4 separate regions of the Sus scrofa genome follow, and regions 2, 3 and 4 are each linked to region 1. The links are chromatin contacts, called in public HiChIP or PLAC-seq maps. All regions are on one chromosome and are shown on one strand. The core of a region is the stretch at or near the end of the contact, and the rest is flanking DNA. Distances in the headings are between cores, read along the strand shown.

Region 1 (2,703 bases), core at 146-2,645:
CCATTTTGGGAGTTCCAGCTCTGGGCACCTATTCCTGATTGATATGGAAAAGCTAAGTCTGTCTTTGGTTTCACAGCCCTGTTCACATTCTTGCTGCTGGAGATGCCTGCCTATGGTTAACCAAGTGGGATGTCACTAAGCCTGGTGCTAGTTCTGCTGGCACACTCTACTCAAAAGACTGCCCGGTATTTCTATTCAGTATAGGTTGTCTGCCTGCTGGAGTCTCTGATGTCCCACCAGAAGCTGCAGAGCCAGCACACAACACACAGGAGCTCTACCCCTACGCCCCACTCACAATGTAGGCCCTAAACACACTGGAGCCCTGATCCTGGATTCTAGGCCCAGCTCTGCATTTCACCCTACATTTCATGGGGGATGATGGGAAGCCCGTCAGGTCAATAATTTCTCAAGGCTGATGGCGGCTCAAGTGGTTTCCCAGTTACTGTACTTGAATGGGATGGAAATTTACCTTTGATGAGGAAGAAGCTCTTCTGTCTCTCAGCGGGTTCACCTGACTGTAGAACAGAAAACAGAGTCAGGCCAGCTCACCTGCTCATCTCCTCTGGACACATCCATTTTGGCTCCTTTTGGAAACACCTGTTTAAAATCCTTCAGTGGCTCCCCATTCCTTTTAGGATCTAGATCACAAGCCCTTCCATGACCTGCCCTTACTGCTCTTTGCAGCTTCATCCCCTCCACTGTTCCCCCCACTCTAGGATTTGTCATAAAGATCTTGCCGTTCTCTTACCAGACTAAGCTTTCTTGAGGTGCCCTGCTCGTCTTAGTCTAGTTAATTCCTGCTCATCCCTCAGCTCTCCAGCAGTCATTTCCCTGACCCACGGGACTGGATCACATCTCTGGCTTATTCATGCTCCTAGCCCTCTGGGCCTCTCTTTACTAAAATTTGTCAACGTTGAAAAATTTCCCTTGAGCAATTAGTATCACTAACAATGTCTGTCTCCGCCAGCAGACGATAAAGTTCATTAGAACAACGCTCGGAGTTGGCTCTCATTGCATCCCCAGCACCTAGCAAAGGGTCTAGCAGGTATTCAGCTGGATGGGTGACTCACTCCAGGAAGGCAGGCCACACACTGGGTGGGGGTGTCGAGACCTCTGGGAATCAATCAGAAGCTAACACAGAGCATCTCTACGTAAACAAGTGCTCAGAACCGAGGACACTGGACTTTGGGCCGGAGCCCGGGGAACTCCCCGGGCAAGGACGCTGGACATCCCTGGCCGGCCTCCAGCTCCGAATGGGAGAGGGCCGCCCTTCCTCTGCGCTCGGCGGGAGCCTCCGTTTCCCTGCTGGTTGCCCGCGGGGCTGGCCGAGAACTGCCCCTGCGGCCTCCGGGGAGACCCACGCCCGGGACTGCGGGCCGCGGGAGTCTGCAGGGCCCGGCGGGGTTGGCCGCCGCGCCCAGCGAGGGCGCTCCAGGCCCGTCCTCCCGAGCAGTCGCGCGCCGCCGGGGCCCCTCTAGGCGCAGGGAGGTGGCGCGGTGCGTGTCGGGAAGGCGGCGGGGGAGGGCTGGCCCTCCGCGGCGCAGGGCGGCATGGTGGGTGGCGAGGCGGCCGCCGCCGTGGAGGAGCTGGTCTCGGGAGTGCGGCAGGCGACCGACTTCGCGGAGCAGTTTCGCTCCTACTCGGAGAGCGAGAAGCAATGGAAGGCTCGCATGGAATTCATCCTGCGCCACCTGCCCGACTACCGCGACCCGCCCGACGGCGGCGGCCGCCTGGACCAGCTGCTGTCCCTTTCCATGGTCTGGGCTAATCACCTCTTCCTGGGTTGCAGGTGCGGACCCCCACCGGCTAGCTGACCCCGTCCCGACCCCAGTCCTTCCCCAGGGCTGACGGTGCCCCCAGCCTCCAGTGGCACTAGCCAGGCCTCTGGCTGGTGTCCTACCCTAGCCCGCCCCTTGCAAAGCTACTTAACCTCGTTGAGCTTCAGTTTCACCTGGAAAATGAGTTGTGATGACTACAGTATTAAAAGATGAACAGCACCTCGCATAGGCTGTCATCTAGCAAGAGCTCAGTAACATGCTAGGCGTTCAAATTGCTGTTGGTGTTTGTATTATTACTTCAAACCATCACCTTTGCGGAGTGCACTTTAAGTTCATTCATTCCTTTCCTCCTGGCAAACGTGCAGGGACAATGGCTGAGACCCCCCCACACCCCCCCAATTTACATAAAAAGGTGAGAGAGGGGAAGAGACACACCTAGGGCTACCTGGCTTCTGGCAGGGTTGGTGGATTTTACCACTTATGGCAAGAGATAATATTTGGCCTTTGGTTTTTCCTCATTCCCTGGTCTGCTGGACCCCATAGCAAGAGCCAGCCTTTGTGTCTCTGCCTTTCCTTTTATGAAAATAACAAATGCCTTCAAGGGTCTGGTTTTGAAATGCCTGAAATGGCACTCCCTTTGCCACTCCATGCAAAAGGTGGCAAATCTTGGGCCTCCCACATCCTTTTAGCGTTTCCTGATATTGTGTTAGGGTAAGATGACTTGGCTTAGTCCTGGTTTCCTTGCTCCTTATGGCTGCCTCGTGTCGTGGCCCCTCCAGCCCTAAGCCACTTGGTTTTGCTTTCAGACTTGGGCAGTTATTAGAATGGGATTTGGGGAAGCAATGCCACGTGCATCCCTCCCTTTCCTCCGCTTTCCAGGTGTCTCTAGGAAATTCTGGTTAATGGGAGATTAGGCAAATGTCAG
Region 2 (2,703 bases), core at 82-2,581, 210 kb after region 1:
TAATGCCAGGCCCTGTGCCAGATCCTCCAGCTAGACGTGTAATCTGGCACTGCCCAGTCCTGCTTAGGATGCTCAACTAGGCTACAAGGTGGCCCTTATATGCCACAGGCAGGGGAGCAAAGGGGATCTAGTGGGCCTTAACTAAGAGACCAGAAGCTGGAGCTGCTTAGGGCAGGGCAGGCTTGTGGAGAAAAAGTCTGAGAGCTGTAGGTCCTTTCATCTTCCCGACATCAGCTGTGGCACCTGGCAGACACTGGATACCACAGCTTGGAGACAAAGACCTGGTAACCCAAGGAGCTGCTTGGTCTCCCTGCCCAGTCCCATCTCAGAAGAGCTGCAGGCTTCTGATTTCTTTAGGGGGCCCTGTGTGGAAGTGTCCTTTGTCTCCTTGGCGTCAGGAATACCATCACGTGCCTGCTGGTTAGGTGAGCCTGGCGCCTTAGTCTCCTCCAGAGGGGTGGCATTGTTCTCTAAACAGAGCAGGGTAGAGCAGGTCAAAGTCCCTGACTGGAGAGGGTGGGAGTGGGAATTTGCAGACTAACCCCTTTCCCTTGAGGGTTGGTTTCATCTTAGGGACCCTAACACAGCCTTTAGGGAGCATCCCACACAAGGGCTCTCTGCAGGCTGGACTCTGGCTGCCTCGTTCGCTGCCGAATTCCTAGCACCCATCACCTCGCCCTCCCCCCACCCAATACACTTTTGCTAACTTGGGGTTTCCCTGAAACAGTGGTTACTTTGGATTGGAGGCCTCTTCAGAAGTCGATAGGAAATCAGAGTTGAGAGTATCAAACAATCCTTGCTCTGCCACTGAACCGTTTTGAACCTGTTCCCTCACAAGTCAAAGAGAAAAGGGTAATGGTATTTCTTCTTCTTTTTTTTTTTTTGTCTTTTTGTCTTTCTAGGGCCGCACCCAAGGCATACGGAGGTTCCCTGGCTAGGGGTCGAATCGGAGCTGTAGCCACCGGCCTACACCAGAGCCACAACGTGGGATCCGAGTCGCGACTGTGACCTACACCACAGCTCATGGCCACTCCAAATCCTTAACCCACTGAGCGAGGCCAGGGATCGAACCCGAAACCTCATGGTTTCTAGTCGGATTCGTTAACCACTGAGCCACGAGGGGAACTCCTGATATTTCTTCTTATGCATTATTGTGGAGAGTGAGCTAACTCATGTAGGGTTCAGGGGAGGACACTGAGGCCCTGAGCAAAATCTCACAGCGCTGGCTGCAAAGATCAGCGCCCTTTCTTTCTCAGAGTCCCAGTTTCCCCATCATGAAAAGGAGCTGCAGCCCCTCCCAAACACCACCCCTAACACAGACGCCTCTCCCTCCCCACTCCGCCCCTCTCTCCCCGCTACTCCCCGCGCTCTCCCTCCCGGCCCCTCGCTCCAGGTTTCTAGGCTTTTCGGGACTGGGGTCTTTAATTCGACTTAGGCCAGCTCCCGCCTGAAAGACCCTTGCAGGCCGTGGAGTATCTGAGCCAGTCCCCCGTTTCCGCTTTGAGGGGAGTGAGCGCCGCTTTCGAGGGAAGGGGTGAGACTCAAGGCCCGCCGCGCCTCGCCCCGCCGGTCTGCGCCTGCCGTCAGGCGATCTCGGCGGCCAGCCCTGCCGTCTCTGTGACGTCACGGGCCCCGGGGTCCTCGGCGCCTGCGCCCGCTGCTATAAAGGCGACGCCGCGCCACTCGGTTGAAGTCGCCTTGTGCGTCGCTTTTCTGTCTCTCCGGTTGCGGACACCGCCCTTCTCTCGTCAGCCTCCGGCCCGCCATCTCCTTGAGCCCAAACACCGTGAGTACCCGCCGCCTGAGCTGAAAGGGGGCGGTGGCGCCGCAGATTGCGAGCCGCGGGCCGCCCCGCTGCGGCTTTGGCCTTGCTCGAAACGGCAGGCACCTGGGCCTGGCCTTCCCTCAGGCCCGGTGAAAGCCGTCGTCGACCCCATTCTCCCGGAGGTGCCATTCACCTCCCACACCGCCCCTCGACTTGCCGAGGCCTCTTTTAGCCGCTAGTCTTCACCGCGCCCAGGCGGGCGGGAGGGAGAAGGTGTGAGCGGAACCGGGATTGGGCCTTCTCTGCGCGGGGCGACCCTCAGCCGTCGCGGAGCAAGGCTGCAGGCCCAGGCTGCGGCCGGGGCCTCCCTCGGCGGTTGAGCCCATCGGCCCCGGGAAGCCAGGGCGAGGGTGGTGGCGGGGCTTTTAATGGACTTCTCTGGGTCGTCGTGAGCATGGGCGTTTGTCCGTTTGTTGTTCGGGTGTCCCAGAGGAAGCGTGGTAGGGTCGTCCCGCAGCTGGATTCTTGGCTCTCAGTCTTTCTCGCCCCTGTGTCTGGCGTCACTCGTCCTGGTTAACTGCGCCGGAGCCGAATTTCGGCAGAGAGCTGCCTGCTCCTTCGGAATATTTGTCGCCCATTATTTTGCCACAGCCCGCGGTTGTTGAAGCAATTGTTGGAGTAGCAGGTGCCATCGCCACAGTGGTTTGGCTTTTAGGTGCACCAACTCCGTAAACTTACTAAGAGGTTTTCGAAGGGATAGGATGTTCACCTGCTTTGGTTTGCTTTTTAATGGAGACTAAAGGTTGGAGTTTGGGCTCATGAATGTTTTCATGAGAGCGTCACAGCAGAATGTTTGTGTGTCATAGAGCAACGCAGATTTCACTTTGCCCTATAAGAAGAAGTGTCAGAACTTCGGGTCACTTAAACAGGTTTTTTTT
Region 3 (2,703 bases), core at 129-2,628, 160 kb after region 1:
AAGTGGTTGTCCCAAAGTACAGCAGTGTATAAGAGACCCCATTGCTCCACATCCTCACCAACATTGGATGTTGACAGTTTTTGCCAAATGGGTGAGAGTCAAACCTGGAATCTGTGGTTTTCATTTCCCTGCTTACTACCCTTGTGTTACTGGCCATTCATCTTCCTGCTTTTGTGAAGGGCTCTTCTGCCTGTCTATCCCCAGATCATCCCAGGAAGTACACAAGCTCCGTCAGGGTAGGGTACCTCTGTTTGTATGACCCTTCTGTCCTTCGGGCATGAATCTTGAACATAACTGGCGGTGTACGGAGCCAAATATTTCTGCGAATGCAAGGACAACGGAATGCGGATACATTTCACGAATCTCGAAGAGATTTATAGCCAGAGGTCCGATCCTAGGGTATCTGAGCTTTCTTTAAAGCGCACATCACAGCCGCTTCTAACACTACCGGGTCTCAATCAGGACCGGTGCGTCCATCTCCTTGCGGTCTTCCCTCTAGAAAGAAGGCCTGAGTGGGCAGACGGTTGGTGGGGGTGGGGTCGGGGGCGTTTTCTTCTTCCCTTGGAGGCTCGGAGTCGGAGGAAAGCGCCCACCTAGGGGGGAAGGCCACAATGGCAAGACTGCAGCGGCGCCTGTGGAAGCCAGGAGCGCTAGGAGGCCCCAGCCATGGCGCTAGAAGAGACATCGAGGCCCGGGGACAGGTGTGTTGGGGAGTCAGGTGCACTGCGCAGTACTGCAGGTACACCCTCTTCCGCCTACGACTGACCTAATTACAAGGTGCTGGCCGCACCCGGAGGCAGGGGTGGCTACTCCAACCTGGCTACCACTCGGCGCCTGTTCCTGCTCCCAAGATGCAGCAATTCCAGTGCTGTTGTAGAATGGAGGAGCCACGGGGCCCAATTCTCGTTTCCGTGCTTTGGCAGTCGCCAGGTGAGGAGCCGAGGCGTATCACCTCAGGGAAAAAGTCTCCGGCAACAAGGAGCCACCCTCGCACCCCGGCTGCGCCTGCGCCTGGTCCGCAACTACACCCTGCAGGATTTAGTGCTCTAAGATTAGCCCACTTCCCAGCTATAAGCAAGGCCCCTGCTTGGACTCGGTCTTCCCTTCCCCCTCGGCCCCTCCCTTCTACAGGACCGCGCCCTAAAAGCGAAGGTGCCTGTTTCCAGCCGGCTACTTTACGCGCCTGCGCCCTGGCCCCTAGTTCCCGCCCCCGCTCGGGTCTGGCCGCAGATGAGAGCCGGCCCGGCAGTTGCGCAGCTCGTATCCCGGCGCTTCTACCCCTCCTCACCCCGCCACCTCCTGACGCCGGGCGTGACGTCACCACGCCGGCGGCCGCCATTACAGAGCCGAGCTCCAAGGCTAGAGCGAGCGGAGGAGGTCAGTGGCCGGTAGCCGAACACCGAGGGGCGAGTCAACCGGGCAGCGCTACTGCCGAGCAGCCTTCAGCAGCCACACAAGTACCCCGGGGGCCGACGGCAGCGTGTGCGTGTGGCCCGTGTGCGGGCGGCGGCGCGGGAGTAGCGCGGAGCGGCAGCCGGTTCGGGCGGGTGGCATCATGGACGAGAAGGTGTTCACTAAGGAGCTGGACCAGTGGATCGAGCAGCTGAATGAGTGCAAGCAGCTGTCCGAGTCCCAGGTCAAGAGCCTCTGCGAGAAGGTGAGCTGCACTCCGGCTTCGGGAGCCGGGGCGGGCCGAGCCCGCCGAGAAGGAAGCGGCCGCGGGGAGGGTGCAACATGGCGGAGGCCAGCGGCCCCGGCCCCCGAGCCTCCCAGACCGGCCCCCGGCGCGGCCCGGCGGCGGCTCCCGGACGACCCGGCGCCCCCTGCCTCCCGCGCAGGGATTGGTTGTCGCTGCCACCGCCGCCTAAAATGGCGCCGTTCACCCGACTCCGGGGCTTCAGAGCTTCCCGGCCTTGGCTGGAAGCGAAGTGGCTGGGGGAGGGTGCGGGGGAGCGGAGACCCTGCGAGTAAGGGTCAGGGACGGTTTTGATATCTGGGCACGAGGTCTTAGGTTCTACGGCCTGGGAATGGGGCCTGGGACTCTTCTGTGAGTTTGGTGGGAGGTTTCTTACTTGTACTCAGGCCGAATGCTTAGGTCCAGAGCTGTCCAGAGGGTCCCCCAGAGGCAAGCTTGTAGGCCGGATCCCGGGACCTATCTAATAAAGGTCACGCAGATTTAGCATCGTCTTGAGTGGTTTATGGTAAACCTCTCGAGCTGTGTTTTCCAGAGACTTATTAGTACATTTTTTCGAGAATTTTTAAATGAGCTTTTAATCTAAGTTTCAATGAAGGTCATGGTGGTAGTTATAGGGAGGAGTATAACTTATTTTTCATAGTTGGAAGAATTAGACATTTTGGTGAGTCATTCTACATAGGAGCTTTGGGATTGGAAATCAAGTGTCAGTTTAATCTCTGATTTATATGCTGACTCAAATTGGATAGTATGAAACCCTTCTTTAAGCTTAAGGTTCTTGGCATTTTGCCATTTGTTTTTTAAATGAGCAGCATAAACTGTTAAGACCAGCAGATTTTGTATCCTTGCTCTCTGCTGGAAAAGTTGTTAGTATATTTGTGACTTTAAGTAGTAAGTATGATATTAACAGCTGTTGATCGAGCTTTTGCTGTATTCCAGTCATTGTGTTTAGTGTTTAAATCCCACAAACGTTTAAAATGGAATGTTGTAGTCTGTTTTAGAAGTCCATT
Region 4 (2,703 bases), core at 152-2,651, 130 kb before region 1:
CTGTGCGCATGGTTCAAAAAAGCAAAACTGAAAAAAAAAAAAAAAAAAAAAAAAAGAGAGGCAAAGGTGAGACAGAGGGTGGCTAGGGCGCCCAGAATGTCACTAGCTAGTATCCCAGCAAGGCTGGCCAGCGGGCACCTTGGAGGGCTTGCCTATTCACTGCTATGGGCTCGCGTCTGGTCACAGAACGGCTCCTGTTGGGTGAGGCTCTGCCCAGACGCCAGGGACAGGCGGTGAGCTAAGGCCCGACGGGGTGGGAGTGAAGTAAGCAGGGGACAGGGAAGGAGGAAGCGAGCAGGGGAGCGGAGGCTGCGGTTGAGAAGGGGTGTTTGGGGATTCCAGCTTACCGACCCAGAGCGGCTAGAGGGCAGGACAGGATCTGAGCGGGCAGAGGTGCTAACGGGGAGGAAAAGCCCCAGCGCCGGGAGACACGGGGCTCAGGAGCACGAGTTCTGAGGCCAGGGCTGCCCAGGACAAGACAGGCTTTGCTGGGCCGTCAAGGGGACCACACTCCAGGCCCTGAGGACTGAGGAAAGGGGATGCGACCAGTGGACAAGGAAGGAGGTGGCAAGCATGGGGGAGGCATCAGCAACGAGCCGCCGGGAGTTCCTCCTTGTCTGTCCTCTGGGGGGGGGGTGTCTGAGAGCTGCCCCCACTCTCCCAGCTCCTCTCAGGCCAGGTCACACCTTCAATGAACTCCTGGTAGCCAGATGCGGAGCCACAGGCAGCGAGGCCTTGCATAGCCCAAACCGCCAGGACCGTTGCTAGGGGACACGGGCCGGCATCCGCTCATCGTCAGGGCTGCAATTTTTTTGTCAGCTGGGAGTAACTCCGGGGGGCTGTAGCGGCCGTGCCTTCCCGTACTGATGGCCAGGGCCGAGGCCTGAGGCGGAAATGTCGGGAAAGCACATCTTCTAGGCTGACCATAAAATCGGATTTCATGCTGGGGAAGGCAGCGTGGTCCCTGTTCCTGCTTCTCTCAGCCAAGTCCCCGCCTGGCCTTGGGAGGCACACCCATCAGGGAAAATGCCCTGACTCCCGGGCCCTGGCACTGGGGCTGCCCTTTCGGTCCTCCCCAGAAGGCACCCTCTGAGCAACCCACCCTTCCAGGAGCCAGAGTGGCAACAAGGACCATCACCACCAATAGAGGGCAGTGTGCTAAGCGTGCGCCCCATCCTTCTCGTGGTCCAAGGTCAACCAGATCCTTACTCCCATTTTACAGCCAAGGAAACTGAAACCCCGTCAGAAGCAGAAACCGAAACTCAGAAGGCACAGAACTGGGAAGGGCTGGAACTGGCTGTGGACCCAGGCTACCCACAGCCTCGGCCTCAACCCTACCCTGCATCCCTGATGGATCCAGTCCAAGCTGGCGTGGTGCCCAGTAACAGGCTGGATAGTCTTGGCTGTTGGCACTGGCCCATGGTCAGAGACCGGGCCTGCTGGCCAGGCCACCAACAGTCACGGGCCTGCACAGACAGCCTTCCCCATGGCATCACTCACTCACGCCGCGAAAGGCCCAGAGACTGGACCTGGAGGGGGTCGAGCCAGCACAGGGTTGTCTCCGACGTCCTCTCCTCAGCCTGCCCATGCTGTACCCTCCCTCGCCTGCCACGCAGTGGGTACCTGTCAGCCCAGCTTGGAGGTTGCTGGAGAAGCAGCATTTTGACAGGCCCTCCTGAGCCCTAAGAAGCTGCACAGACTTCAAGGCTCGGCCTTGCCTCCTCTTCCTGGGGGAAGCCTGGGCCCACTCATACCTGACTTTGGAGGGCTCTATGGCCCCAGAACCCCAGAGCTGCCTCAGCTGGCATCCTGCCCCTTGACAACCTCAGTCCCTGGCCGCAACTGTACCAAGTGGCGTTGAGAGGCGAGCGGACCGATAAGTGGCCCCCAAATGGACAGACTAGACGATAAGCCAACACCTCTCTGACAAACCCTCCCCCGACTCAGGTCCATATTCAACTCAACCTTAGAAAATAAACATCCCTCTCTGAGCCCCAGGGTTCCCGTCTGTTCACAGCAGGGATGGCACCACACACTTCTGGTCCCTTTTTCCAGGATGATGATCCATAGCTGAGCCCACCCCTGACCCCCCTACACAGCCTAGCCAGGGTCAGACACGGCACCGACCAGCACATACCAGGGAAGTCAGATGTCCCGAGTCATCTGGAAAAAGGAGTGAGAGCAGGATGCCTGCACTGGAGACCCTGGGGGGAGACTCGGGGATGGCCTGAGGGCAGGCGTGGAACAGCTTTGATCTCAGAAGGATCTGTACCTGATGGTCCTGCCCCGTGAGACAGGAGGCTGGGCTGCGCAGGAAGTGGTGACTGCAACGTTGCTGGCCTTGCTCTCTGTCCTGCTGGGAGCCATGGACATTTAGCGTCCCCCATGCCCCTGCCTTCTGACCCAGGAGTAGGCTGGCAACCAGACAGTAAGCTCCCTGCTAGGCCAACAGGGTCCTCTGACCTGGGAAGATCAGTGCGGTGAAGACGGGTGGAGAAGCCGGGTCCAGTTTCATAGCCTCCGTCTCATCTCCCCCACCACCTGGCCACCAGAGCCCCACAGGACAACATCTGCCGAGTTGCTCTAAGGGCTCTACAGAAGCGCCAGCTGAGAGACACGTAAGCGGAGCAGCTGCCCCAGGTCACATGCAGCCGCCCTGATGCTCCCCCCAGGGCGGTCTCCTAGCCCGGCCTGGGGACAGGG

What was found. HiChIP or PLAC-seq counts read pairs in DNA pulled down with a chosen protein or histone mark.
Region 2: a contact with region 1 is called in an H3K27ac HiChIP or PLAC-seq map of alveolar macrophages. The contact joins the promoter of SKP1 here to the promoter of JADE2 in region 1. A contact is called at or near these places in 1 of 5 promoter capture datasets (fetal liver), 2 of 47 Hi-C or Micro-C datasets (brain and embryonic fibroblasts) and 1 of 2 datasets of contacts at active chromatin or transcription factors (alveolar macrophages).
Region 3: an H3K27ac HiChIP or PLAC-seq map of alveolar macrophages shows a contact between it and region 1. The contact joins the promoter of PPP2CA here to the promoter of JADE2 in region 1. A contact is called at or near these places in 1 of 47 Hi-C or Micro-C datasets (liver) and 1 of 2 datasets of contacts at active chromatin or transcription factors (alveolar macrophages).
Region 4: an H3K27ac HiChIP or PLAC-seq map of alveolar macrophages shows a contact between it and region 1. The contact joins the enhancer-like site here to the promoter of JADE2 in region 1. A contact is called at or near these places in 1 of 5 promoter capture datasets (liver), 5 of 47 Hi-C or Micro-C datasets (alveolar macrophages, embryonic fibroblasts, fetal heart ventricle and 1 more) and 2 of 2 datasets of contacts at active chromatin or transcription factors (alveolar macrophages and skeletal muscle).

What each region holds. Positions count from the first base shown.
Region 1 is chr2:136,684,748-136,687,450 of Sscrofa11.1, reverse strand. It overlaps JADE2 (protein Jade-2), which reads right to left and starts at 1,395. Exons shown (of 19, transcript XM_021084773.1): 1 at 1,071-1,395; 2 at 470-515. It overlaps CDKN2AIPNL (CDKN2A interacting protein N-terminal like), which reads left to right and starts at 1,550. Exons shown (of 3, transcript NM_001244537.1): 1 at 1,550-1,789. The coding sequence starts at 1,551.
Region 2 is chr2:136,474,992-136,477,694 of Sscrofa11.1, reverse strand. It overlaps SKP1 (S-phase kinase-associated protein 1), which reads left to right and starts at 1,331. Exons shown (of 6, transcript XM_021084761.1): 1 at 1,331-1,786.
Region 3 is chr2:136,521,305-136,524,007 of Sscrofa11.1, reverse strand. PPP2CA (protein phosphatase 2 catalytic subunit alpha) reads left to right here and starts at 1,378. Exons shown (of 7, transcript NM_214366.1): 1 at 1,378-1,657. The coding sequence starts at 1,556.
Region 4 is chr2:136,815,304-136,818,006 of Sscrofa11.1, reverse strand. The region is part of intron 16 of JADE2 (protein Jade-2); the gene reads right to left. Among named protein-coding and RNA genes, the nearest start is that of SAR1B, 58 kb to the left of the region's middle. Within about 2 kb of position 1,401, at least 32 of the 83 cell types and tissues checked have an H3K27ac peak or open chromatin away from gene starts, as enhancers often do. A contact at or near this core is called in alveolar macrophages, where this site is marked.